Regions from separate parts of the Mus musculus genome. Here region 2 is linked to region 1. A link is a contact called in public Hi-C data. All regions are on one chromosome and are shown on one strand. The core of a region is the stretch at or near the end of the contact, and the rest is flanking DNA. Distances in the headings are between cores, read along the strand shown. Region 1 overlaps Dlgap5 (DLG associated protein 5). Region 2 overlaps Fbxo34 (F-box protein 34).

The links. Hi-C and Micro-C count contacts between places; a contact is called where the count stands out from the background.
Region 2: a contact with region 1 is called in a Hi-C map of neural progenitor cells, with 2.4 times the contacts expected there. The contact joins two enhancer-like sites. A contact is called at or near these places in 26 of 484 Hi-C or Micro-C datasets (the C2C12 cell line, the C3H10T1/2 cell line, the HPC-7 cell line and 17 more), 3 of 115 datasets of contacts at active chromatin or transcription factors (bone marrow-derived macrophages, extraembryonic endoderm stem cells and memory CD8 T cells) and 3 of 9 other capture datasets (adipose tissue, liver and pancreatic islet).

The regions. Positions count from the first base shown.
Region 1 is chr14:47,393,472-47,398,187 of GRCm38.p6, reverse strand. Dlgap5 (DLG associated protein 5) reads left to right here. Exons shown (of 19, transcript NM_144553.2): 14 at 2,214-2,433; 15 at 3,871-4,051. Among named protein-coding and RNA genes, the nearest start is that of Lgals3, 22 kb to the right of the region's middle. Within about 2 kb of position 2,982, at least 74 of the 459 cell types and tissues checked have an H3K27ac peak or open chromatin away from gene starts, as enhancers often do. A contact at or near this core is called in adipose tissue, cerebral cortex, memory CD8 T cells and 1 more, where this site is marked.
Region 2 is chr14:47,531,820-47,536,750 of GRCm38.p6, reverse strand. Fbxo34 (F-box protein 34) reads right to left here. Exons shown (of 3, transcript NM_001146086.1): 3 at 4,789-4,931. Among named protein-coding and RNA genes, the nearest start is that of Gm35166, 26 kb to the right of the region's middle. Within about 2 kb of position 2,665, at least 209 of the 459 cell types and tissues checked have an H3K27ac peak or open chromatin away from gene starts, as enhancers often do. A contact at or near this core is called in adipose tissue, cerebral cortex, memory CD8 T cells and 1 more, where this site is marked.

The sequences.
Region 1 (4,716 bases), core at 1,733-4,232:
TCAACACAAAATGTAAGACGTGTCCTTCCAAAGAGAAGAAAGTCACAGATGAGTAGTAGACTTGGGGTACCTCGGTGACTTATGCTCCTAGACAGTGGGTGGATGTGCATGTGTTTGGTTTATTCTGAGAGTTGGACCCGTGTTGACATATGTTTGTGGCAGCCTTGTAATACCAGCTCTAGGGAGGCTGGGCAGGGTTCAAGACCAGCGTGGGCTACATAGCAAGTATCAGGACAGCAAGGACTATATAGCAAGACTCTGTTATACACAACCAGAACACACCTCCTATGTTTATGTATTTGCTTGTGATTGCAATAGCAGTAGATAATTTGTGTTTTGTTTATGCTAAACTCTAGATAGTCACATGTTAAGCTTTATAGCAGTCCAGTTGGTTGGGTGCTATAGTCACAGTTTATGATTGAAAATTCCAAAACTCCAAAGATGAAATCATTTGCCCAAGGCTTTCATTCCAGGGTTCCTCATTCCAGAGCCCATGCTCTTAGTGGGCAGATCATGCAAGCTTCTTGTGGGACAGACTGTGGAGTGAGAGACGTTATGTATTTCTTCACTGTGCTTATGAGGTTTTCTATTTTTCCTGTAAATCATGCTTTTTAATCTAATAAGAATCCACTTGGGTTCAAGAGCTGCTCTCTGTTGCACACACAGGGCGGCCTGCAGAGGCTGCGACTCCAGCTCACACAGGGCAGCCTGCAAAGGCTATGACTCCAGCTCTAGGGCCTTGATACTCTCTTCTGGACTCTGGGGACAGGACACCTGCACTCATGCACAGTCTCACACATAAACACCCATGTACACATAACTTAAAGAGCGTTCTGAAGTCCATCGTACACCTCAAATGGACGTTTATCAAACGGTCAGTCTCCTTCTGACACTTTATACTATGTTATGCAAACAAAGCTGCTCTGATTCTGTCTCAGTAAAATAAACTTTATTATTTCCTCTCAATGAGATCACAGTACAAAGATCTGAGAAGAATGGTCAGATCGTTGAACACACTTTACATCTTCTTTAATGGTAAAGGATGTTATTTATAAAAAATGGCTAGTATAATGATAATTGTTTTTTGGGATGGGTCTTACTAAATATCCCAGCCTGAATTCAAACATAGAATCTGTTGGGGTCCAGGAGTCACCCCATAAACCAGGCGAATATTGATCTCAGTTAAACAAGGATGGTTTATTGAACACATACCCTGAGACCGATCAACCAGGGCAACAGCTCAAAGCTGTGCACTGGACATTTCTCAGGGCCAGCTTATAGAGGCTGAAACCACAGTGAGTTCATGCGCAGGTGCTGAAGGGCTGCCCGGTGGTCAGCCCTGACTCAAGCCATTTTAAACATAACAGTTGATATTGATCTTTGATTTGATGGGTCCTTTGTGAAGCTTACAGCTGTGGGATCTAAGATTAGCAAGCCTTATAACATTCAGCACCATGACAGGTTCTGTGGGAAGCATGCCCCCCAGTCTGGGTCTGGTATTTTCTGTGTCAATGACTGGCAGGCAACAATATGAAATAGCTGGTGGGCATGGAACAAAATGGCTACAGCTATGCTGGGGGCGCAGGGACAGGCTTAGCAGAATCCTCCTGCCTCAGCTTCCAGGATGCTGGGATTACAGACTTGCTCCTGACATACTGTGGGTATTTCTTAATTGTGTGTTTAGCTCTCAAAGTAATTTATCAGTGTCTCTATCATATAAGAATTGTAATTCTGCCTGTGACCACCAGATGTCTCTCCTTCTACATTGTTTGGTTGTTTGGAGAGAACTTTATGAAACCTCATCCACCAGCCCCCATCCCCACCTCCTCCAACAAGGGCATACCTACTTCAGCAGGGCCACCTCTAATTCTGCCTTAACAGTTCTGACTGGGGACCAGCCATTCCCACGCATGAGCCTATGGGGGTCGTTTTCATCCACACCATCAGACGCCACAAGGTGGTGCTCAGTCGGTGGGATGATGTCCCCTTAATATCAGCTGGTCCTGAGCTGAAACAGGTGTGCATTCAAGCCATGGGGGACAACATAGTGAGACCCTGTCTCAGAATAAAAGTTAAAAGGGCTACGGACTTAACTTCAGTGGAAGAACGATTTCCTGGTATGCACAGGGAGGGCTCTGGGGTCAGTCCTCAGTACCACAGGAACAGGAGAAGGTGGTAATGAACATACCTTTAATTACTATTTCTCCTTGCAGAAAAAAATTGTGCCCGGTAGAACAAGCAAAGCAAAGCAGGATGACGACGGACGAGCGGCAGCTAGGAGTCGCCTTGCAGCCATAAAGAATGCAATGAAAGGCAGGCCACAGCAGGAAGTGCAGGCCCACGCAGCAGCTCCGGAGAACACAAAGGAAGTTGACAAAATAGTGTTTGATGCTGGGTTTTTCAGAATCGAGAGCCCAGTGAAGTCATTCTCAGGTTTGTAGCTTTGCTGAGACTGAAGAGCGGTGTTTGGGCCAACTGGGGGCTGGAGTGAATGGTGGAGAGTGACTTTCCCATGAAAGAGCCCACACGCTGATGGCTAGAAGTGGGTTCTGTGCTGGCAAGCCTGCGTGCACATCAAATATTGAGACGAGTGCGGGCTTGTGCCTGTTCTCCAAGTGATGCCATAGCTGTCTCTGCCATGCAGTGCCAGTCTGTCTGTGAGGTTCCGAGACAAGCTGGGCTAGGGGTACAATGCAGAGGAAGCAGACCTGAGCCATCACACTTCCCTCAGCCATGCCCTTCTGCACGGGGGTTGAGGGAGTCATCTGTGCTGCTGTGTTTGAGATCCTTGGGGGCAAACTCAGCTTGACATATGGTTAGCAAGCACTTGTCCCTCCAGACATAGCCTCCTTTTCTGAAATCCTCTCTTTTTAGACAAGGCTTGGCTAAGTTTCCCAGGCTGTCCTTGGACTCACACAGGCCTGTAGCTTGCTGTCTGAGCCTCTGGAGAGGATGTGGTGTCGGGCTTGTGCCACCAGCCCCCACTGCGCATCCCTGTATTCAACAGTCTCCTGTACGCTACCCACGTGAGGTCATTCTCTTACCTCCTGCTAGGACTGTGGTTCTGGCAGCAGCTGCTCAAGTGCCATGTTGGAGGAAGCCGAGTATCTCAGCAGTTTATCTGTAATGCTTTCTTGTTCCCCTGTTCCCATGACTAGCCTATGTTTCAGCGGTGTTTGGTAACCATCTACAGCAGGATACAGCTGATGTCTCAACTTACCAGGAAAGACTCTCTTTTGACTCGGGGTTTCTCTGTGTGGCCCTTGCTGGTCACTATATAGACCAGGCTGGCGTCAAACTCACAGAGATCTCTTACCTCTTCCTAAGTGCTGAGATAAAGGTGTGCGCCGCCACTCCTCTGAGTCAACGCTCTTGACCCAAGCACTTGTTGCCTGCGTTAGCTAGGGATAGCCCACTTGCTAATTTACATTATACCTTCTAAAACATTCTTCCTGTAGAGGTGCACCTCTTCGTCTTTCTTTCTAAGTTTTAGTTTGATTTTATGTACCTTTACCTACACTTTGTCCACACCACGTGTGTGCCTGATGCCTGTGGAAGTCAGAGGAGAATATCAGATCCCCGGGACCTGGAGTTAGAGCTGTCGTGAAATATCACTAGGTGCTGGGAACCAAACCTGGCTCCTCCGGGAGAACAGCCAGTGTCCTTAACAACTGAGCCTCTCGGCAGCCTTTTGCATCATAGGCATGGCATATGAAAGCTAAGCACGGGCTAACGTGACGATCCTCTTGTCCCACAAAGCCCCTGGTACTGGACAGTAACAGATGTTGACAAGAGCAGGCTCTGTGCCTCCTCTCTGAACAGAGACTGGCCGGAAAGACTTGCTATGGGGCTTGTTCTTCTTATTTCCAGTCCTGTCTTCTGAACGTCGTTCTCAAAGATTTGGAACACCTCTGTCTGCCAGCAAAGTTGTGCCTGAGGGCAGGGCTGCAGGGGACCTTCTGAGACAGAAGATGCCACTGAAGAAGCCGGACCCTCAGAGCAGCAAGAGCGAGCATGTTGATCGGACGTTTTCAGATGGTCTTGAAAGCAGGTATCTCTTTCATGTGTACTGTGAGTTTAGTGGTATTGACGTGAGCTATCGTTCCATATGGTTAAGCTGGTAAAGTATATATATCAGCCGTATGTTTCTAATTAAACTTCACATGTAACCCTGTAACATGTGGGCAAGGCTTCCTCTTTTCTAAGGAAACAGACTTCAGATTTCAGGTTGGAACCAACTCTAGTGTTGGTAATCATAGCCACTCAGGGGCTGAGGTGGAAGGATTATTTCGCCAGCAGTTTGGAGCCAGCTTTAGCAACACTGCCTGTCTTAAAGCACCAGGACTGAAGTTGGTAAGTGGTCCTGATGCAATTGGCAGAAGTGTACCGTGCAGTACAAGGGAGAGAAGCAGTGTGGTATCCTCTGGTGAGAGAAAGTGCCCAGTGTGTGCAGACAACCTAGACATCGCTTTAGGTCATTAGCTAGCCAACCCTTAGAGTAGCCCTGCCAGGGACGGGGAGAGAAACTTAAGTGGTATCTTAATGAAGTTTAGCTTGTAGTTGCTCAAACTGATCCATTCTCTACACAATTGCATCAGCATAACCTAAGCTGTCCTTCCGGTGGCTCATAGATAAGTGTGCAGCTCATCTGAGGGGGAAGAGGAACCTTAAACAAGTAGGAAATTGTAATCTGATGTCTGGAGAAGATGTTGGACT
Region 2 (4,931 bases), core at 1,416-3,915, 140 kb before region 1:
TTTATTCCGAGTTCCATCATGAGAACCTATCTAAAAACTCCGGAGGAAGCAGGTATGCAAGCTCACTGACAAGGCTGATGTAGAATGACCTAAGGTCAACCTGAGCAAGTTGAGACCCATCTCTAAATTAGAACCCAACAAAGCAAGCTTTAAAAGCTCAGTGGTGAGCTGTCTGCTTAGCGTGACCCTGGGTTGGACTCCCAGTCCTAGGATAAGAAAAACCAAATCCTTGAGTACAGATGCCTTTGTAGAGTCTCCTACTAAGAGCCCTCAGGACAGACTGGGGGCTTGTGGGGGTGGGGGTGGGGGCAGTCGAATGACCCTTTCACCGGGTCGAGTAAGACACAAATTTACATTACAAACACAAAGTGTATTAAATCATCCCAGTGGTAGGAAGGTTAGGAACCACTTGCTTGAGAAGGTGGAAAAGGTTTCATGGCTTTTTGCTTTATATATATATATAATTTTTTTTTTTTTTTTTTTTTTTTTTGGTTTTTCGAGACAGGGTTTCTCTGTATAACCCTGGCTGTCCTGGAGCTCACTTTGTAGACCAGACTGGCCTCGAACTCAGAAATCCGCCTGCCTCTGCCTCTTAAGTGCTGGGAGCAAAGGCGTGCGCCACCACGCCCGGCGGCTTTTTGCTTTTTTTAAAGTAGTTAACAGAAATTGTTCTTATTAGAACAATTATTTGAGGGAGCATGTATGCTATAACCTACATGTAGAGATCAGAAGACAACTTTGTGGAGTTTATTTTCTGTTGGTCTTTCTGTGGATTCCAAGGATCAAACTTTGGTTGCTTGATTTGCAAGGCAAGCACCTTTACCAGAATAGCAGGTTGTCGGCCTCACTGGCTTTTAGTGGGCTTCCTCTATCCTACGAGGGATGCCGTTTCTGCTCCATTCCACTTCTCTTCCCACCTGATAACTAGTGGCTCTGTTCCCTACTCCTAACGAGGCCAGCGACCTAGAGTGGGAGACTGCTCCACTAAGGCTCTGCTTCAACAGCTAGGCACAAATGGACCTGAGGCACCCAAAGGTGCCTAACCACAATGTTTGCTCTTCCCACGAGGCTTTGCAAATCAGCGATGGCCATGAACTTCCATAAAGTTAGGAGTGATGTGCATGTCAGAAGGGATGGTGTACTTCCCACACGGCACTTCGCTAGTTCTGAGATTCTAACACTAGCCTATATGAACCCAGAGGAAAGGATAGCATCCCACTGTGTGTTCAACATATGGTTACAGGACCTGATGAGCAGTTGATAGCATTGATTCATTATTGGCACTATTCAGTGTGAAGAAGGGTCTAGTGTCAAATGACTTTATGGCACCTATGATGCAGTCTGTGGATAAAGAAAGACAAATAACCAGTCTGCCAAAGAAATAGCAGCAGTTGAGGGTGTGGCAAAGGGTTGGGAGTATTTCTGTACAAACTGTCCAGATGGCCTCAAAAGGCTAACAGGCGCTCAAAGTCCACACTGCAGAGATGACTAGACAGAGCCTAAGGGAAGCCCAGGGCCTGCTGCTGGGAGCCACTGGCAGCATGGTCCAGAACAAGCAGCTGTGTAGCCAGTAGTTCTCCTGTAAGAACTTCTCTATACAAGCCTGGTCTCCTGGGGTCTGCTATGTCCAGAGGCAAAGTGCTCTTCAGGTTTCTCATCCTTCATAGACAATTAGGGAATGAGCCAGAACTGTCCAAACCTGCCAACAGTCAACATGTTGAATTGATACTAGCAAGCCAGGTCTAGTGGTACATGCTTGTAATCCCAGCTACTCAGAAGGCTGAGGCAGGAGGGTCATAAATGTAAAGATGACCTTAGGCTACTTGAGACAACTTTTTAAAACAAAGTGAAAAGGGTTGGGGATTTGGCTTAACTATAGAGGGATTGCTGATTAAACATGGGATGTAATCATGTCATGGAGTGTATACTGTGAGGCACTGAAGGTAAGTGCTCAAACTAGCTACCCCGGGAGTCCAGGGAACCCCACACACAGATACAAAGGGGCACGTGGAGGAGCCTGGCCAACACAGCAGAGGGGTGGGACTGGTTCCCAGTGGATGTTGCAGTGGGGCCATCAGTGCATAGGGTGAGCAGACACATCGGCAAGCACGTTACATTTAGGGGTTTTGTTAAGAGGCTTTCACTATATGCCTCAAAGAGGCGACCCTGCTGGAATTACAAGTCATATACAATGCACATGCCCTTGGTTCCTTTCCAAGCTGGTAGCAAGAGTCCAACCATCATCTCAGGAATGGGATGGGGACCCAGTTCCCAGTTTCTATGAAGGATGGAGTTGCAATGAGTGGTGGGGTAAACACTGAGGTGGAGCAGCGCCTCCTGTGAGAGCAGAGTGGGTGTTTTCTTTGGCTGGGGTGGGGTTTGAACCTTTGGCAATGCAGGACGGGAACACCGTGGCATGACATGAGAGTGGGCCGGTCGCCTGGGGGCTTCTGGCATGGTTAGTGGTTAGCACTGGCTGCTCCTCCAGGGCTGGGGTTCAGTTTCCAGCACCTACAGGACAGCTAAGAACTGCCTGTAACTCTGACTTTAGGGGACATACTGCCCCTTTGGCCTCCACAGAACTGCATGCATGTGGTATACAGACATCCACACACACAAGCTCTTAAAACCAAAAACCAAAGGGTGGATTATTTCTACATCCAACACTAGGGGGCCACAGAGTCTCAAAAGCAGCATTACATTCTGGTAGTCTGAGTTCAGCGTGGGGGTGGGGTGGGGCGGGGTTGGGGGTGGGGGCTGGTGTCAAGCCTCTGTTGAGCACTGGGAAGCTTGTCCTGCCACAGTTAATGCAGGCCGTCTGTTTCTGAGGTAAGGCCAAGTGCACTGGGGGCATCCTATGCCCTGTTGTCAGCCCAGCTTCTCACACAGCTGCAGAGCACGTGATAACCAGGTCAGCAATGCTGACTCATGAAAACCCAGAGTTGTTTGTCTTGTGTACCCACGTGGGAGAGCCACAGGCAGCAAAGGTTGAACACACAGTGCATGAGGAACGTCACACCCTTGGTTGTCCTGTGTGTTATCGCCTTATCCCAGTTATGAGTCACAACAAACTTAGAGGACATTCAGATTGCCAGCTTGGCACAAGCCAACAGCAGATGTGTTGAAGATGAGCTGTTCTCAGCCTCTTGCGTTGTGTCAGACCAAGTTTGCGTCTCCAGGCTAGCATAGCATGGTCCACTTGTCAGGGTGGCCTCGCTGGCATGGGGTCACTGCAGTCTCAGCCTGCTCTCAGCCGTTACTGTGAAGGATAAAAGAAAAACCCAAACCAGAGATATGGCTCAGCAGTTAAGAGCCACAGACCCAAGTTTGGCATTCAACACTCATAACTGCTTGTAATTCCAGAAGTAGGGAATCTGACACCTTCTTCTGGCTTACAAGGACAAATGCACGCACTAGTATACAGACACACAATCTTAAAAATTCAAACTAGATTCCAGTTCGGAAGCCACTGGCCTCATGACCCTCTGCTTAACATAGGCCAAGCTGGCTCTACCTAAATACCATCCTCCACTCTGCTCCCTGCCGGTCCTGGCCAAATGTGTACCCTCCTCCAAGGCAACCACTGCCCTTCCCCATCAGTCGTCCACATTTGTCGTCCATCCTCCCTGCCAGCAACTTAGGCCGATAACAGGGTTTTTTTCTGTGTTTTTGGATTTTGTTTTCAAAGCTCCAGCTTTCTGTCTTCAAGCCTGAAGACTCCCAGTGGCTTCTAAGTGACTGGTGGACAGCTGTGGGAACTCTTTAATAGTACTTTATAGGGAATACAGCAGGCACTGCACAAAACTCAAAATGTTAAAAGCCGATAAGATTTTAAACTTACATTTAAGGAAAGATGATTTTGTAATATAAAAAGTTAACCTCCCTTCTTCTAAACCCTGTTTTGGGGTGCATTTGACATGTCTCCTCTTGTAGCCCAGGCATGCCTCAAACTCAGCAATTCTTTTGCCTTGTCCTCAGAGCTCTGGGATCACAGACATGAGTCACCACAAATGGCTTGAACACAAACAAGACTTTAACAGAAGGGCCCTAAGAAGGGAGCTGGAGAGGTGACTGCAGTTAAGAGCACTGCTGTTCTTCAGAGGACTCGGGCTTAATTCCCAGCAACCACATGAGGACTTACAAACCTGCTCAGACTCCCAGGGGAGCTGATGCCCTCTTCTGGCCTCTGTTGGTGCAGGTAACCATGTGATGCAGACATAAATGCAGGCAAAATACCCACACACATCAAAGGTTTGTTTTTGTTTGGTTTTTTGTTGTTGTTTTTCGAGACAGGGTTTCTCTGTGTAGCCCTGGCTGTCCTGGAACTCACTCTGTAGACCAGGCTGGCCTCGAACTCAGAAATCCGCCTGCCTCTGCCTCCCCAGTGCTGGGATTAAAGGCGTGCGCCACCACGCCCGCTCAAGTTGTTGTTTTTAATTACAACTTAATGCATAAGAACTTAATGCATAAGGATCTGGACCAGATGACGTAGGCAGGAATCTGGTCCAGTTCATAGCACGGCTCACAACTGCCTGCCACTTGACCACCACAGTGGTGGCTCTGCCACCTTAGTGTGCGCACACTCAAGAGCAAGCACACGCACGTGCACGAAATCCATCTTTGGGCTGTAATGGCTCAGCAGTAGAGAACTTGTTGCTCTGCACAACACACAGATCACTTCCCAGCACAGCTTCAGGGGGTCCAACACCCTTGGCTGGTCTCCTCCAACACTGCCTGAATTTACATGAACATTCATAAAGTTAGTAAAATCTTATTTTAAGACCAGACCTCATTTAAAACGTTTATTTTTTTATTGAAGTTTTTTTAAAAAATTTTTAACCAGACAAAAGGATGCACAACATTTTAATCTATTATATGATATTGTCTTATTCTGTGGTGATTATGTTTAGTCAGCTGTTCATAATATACAA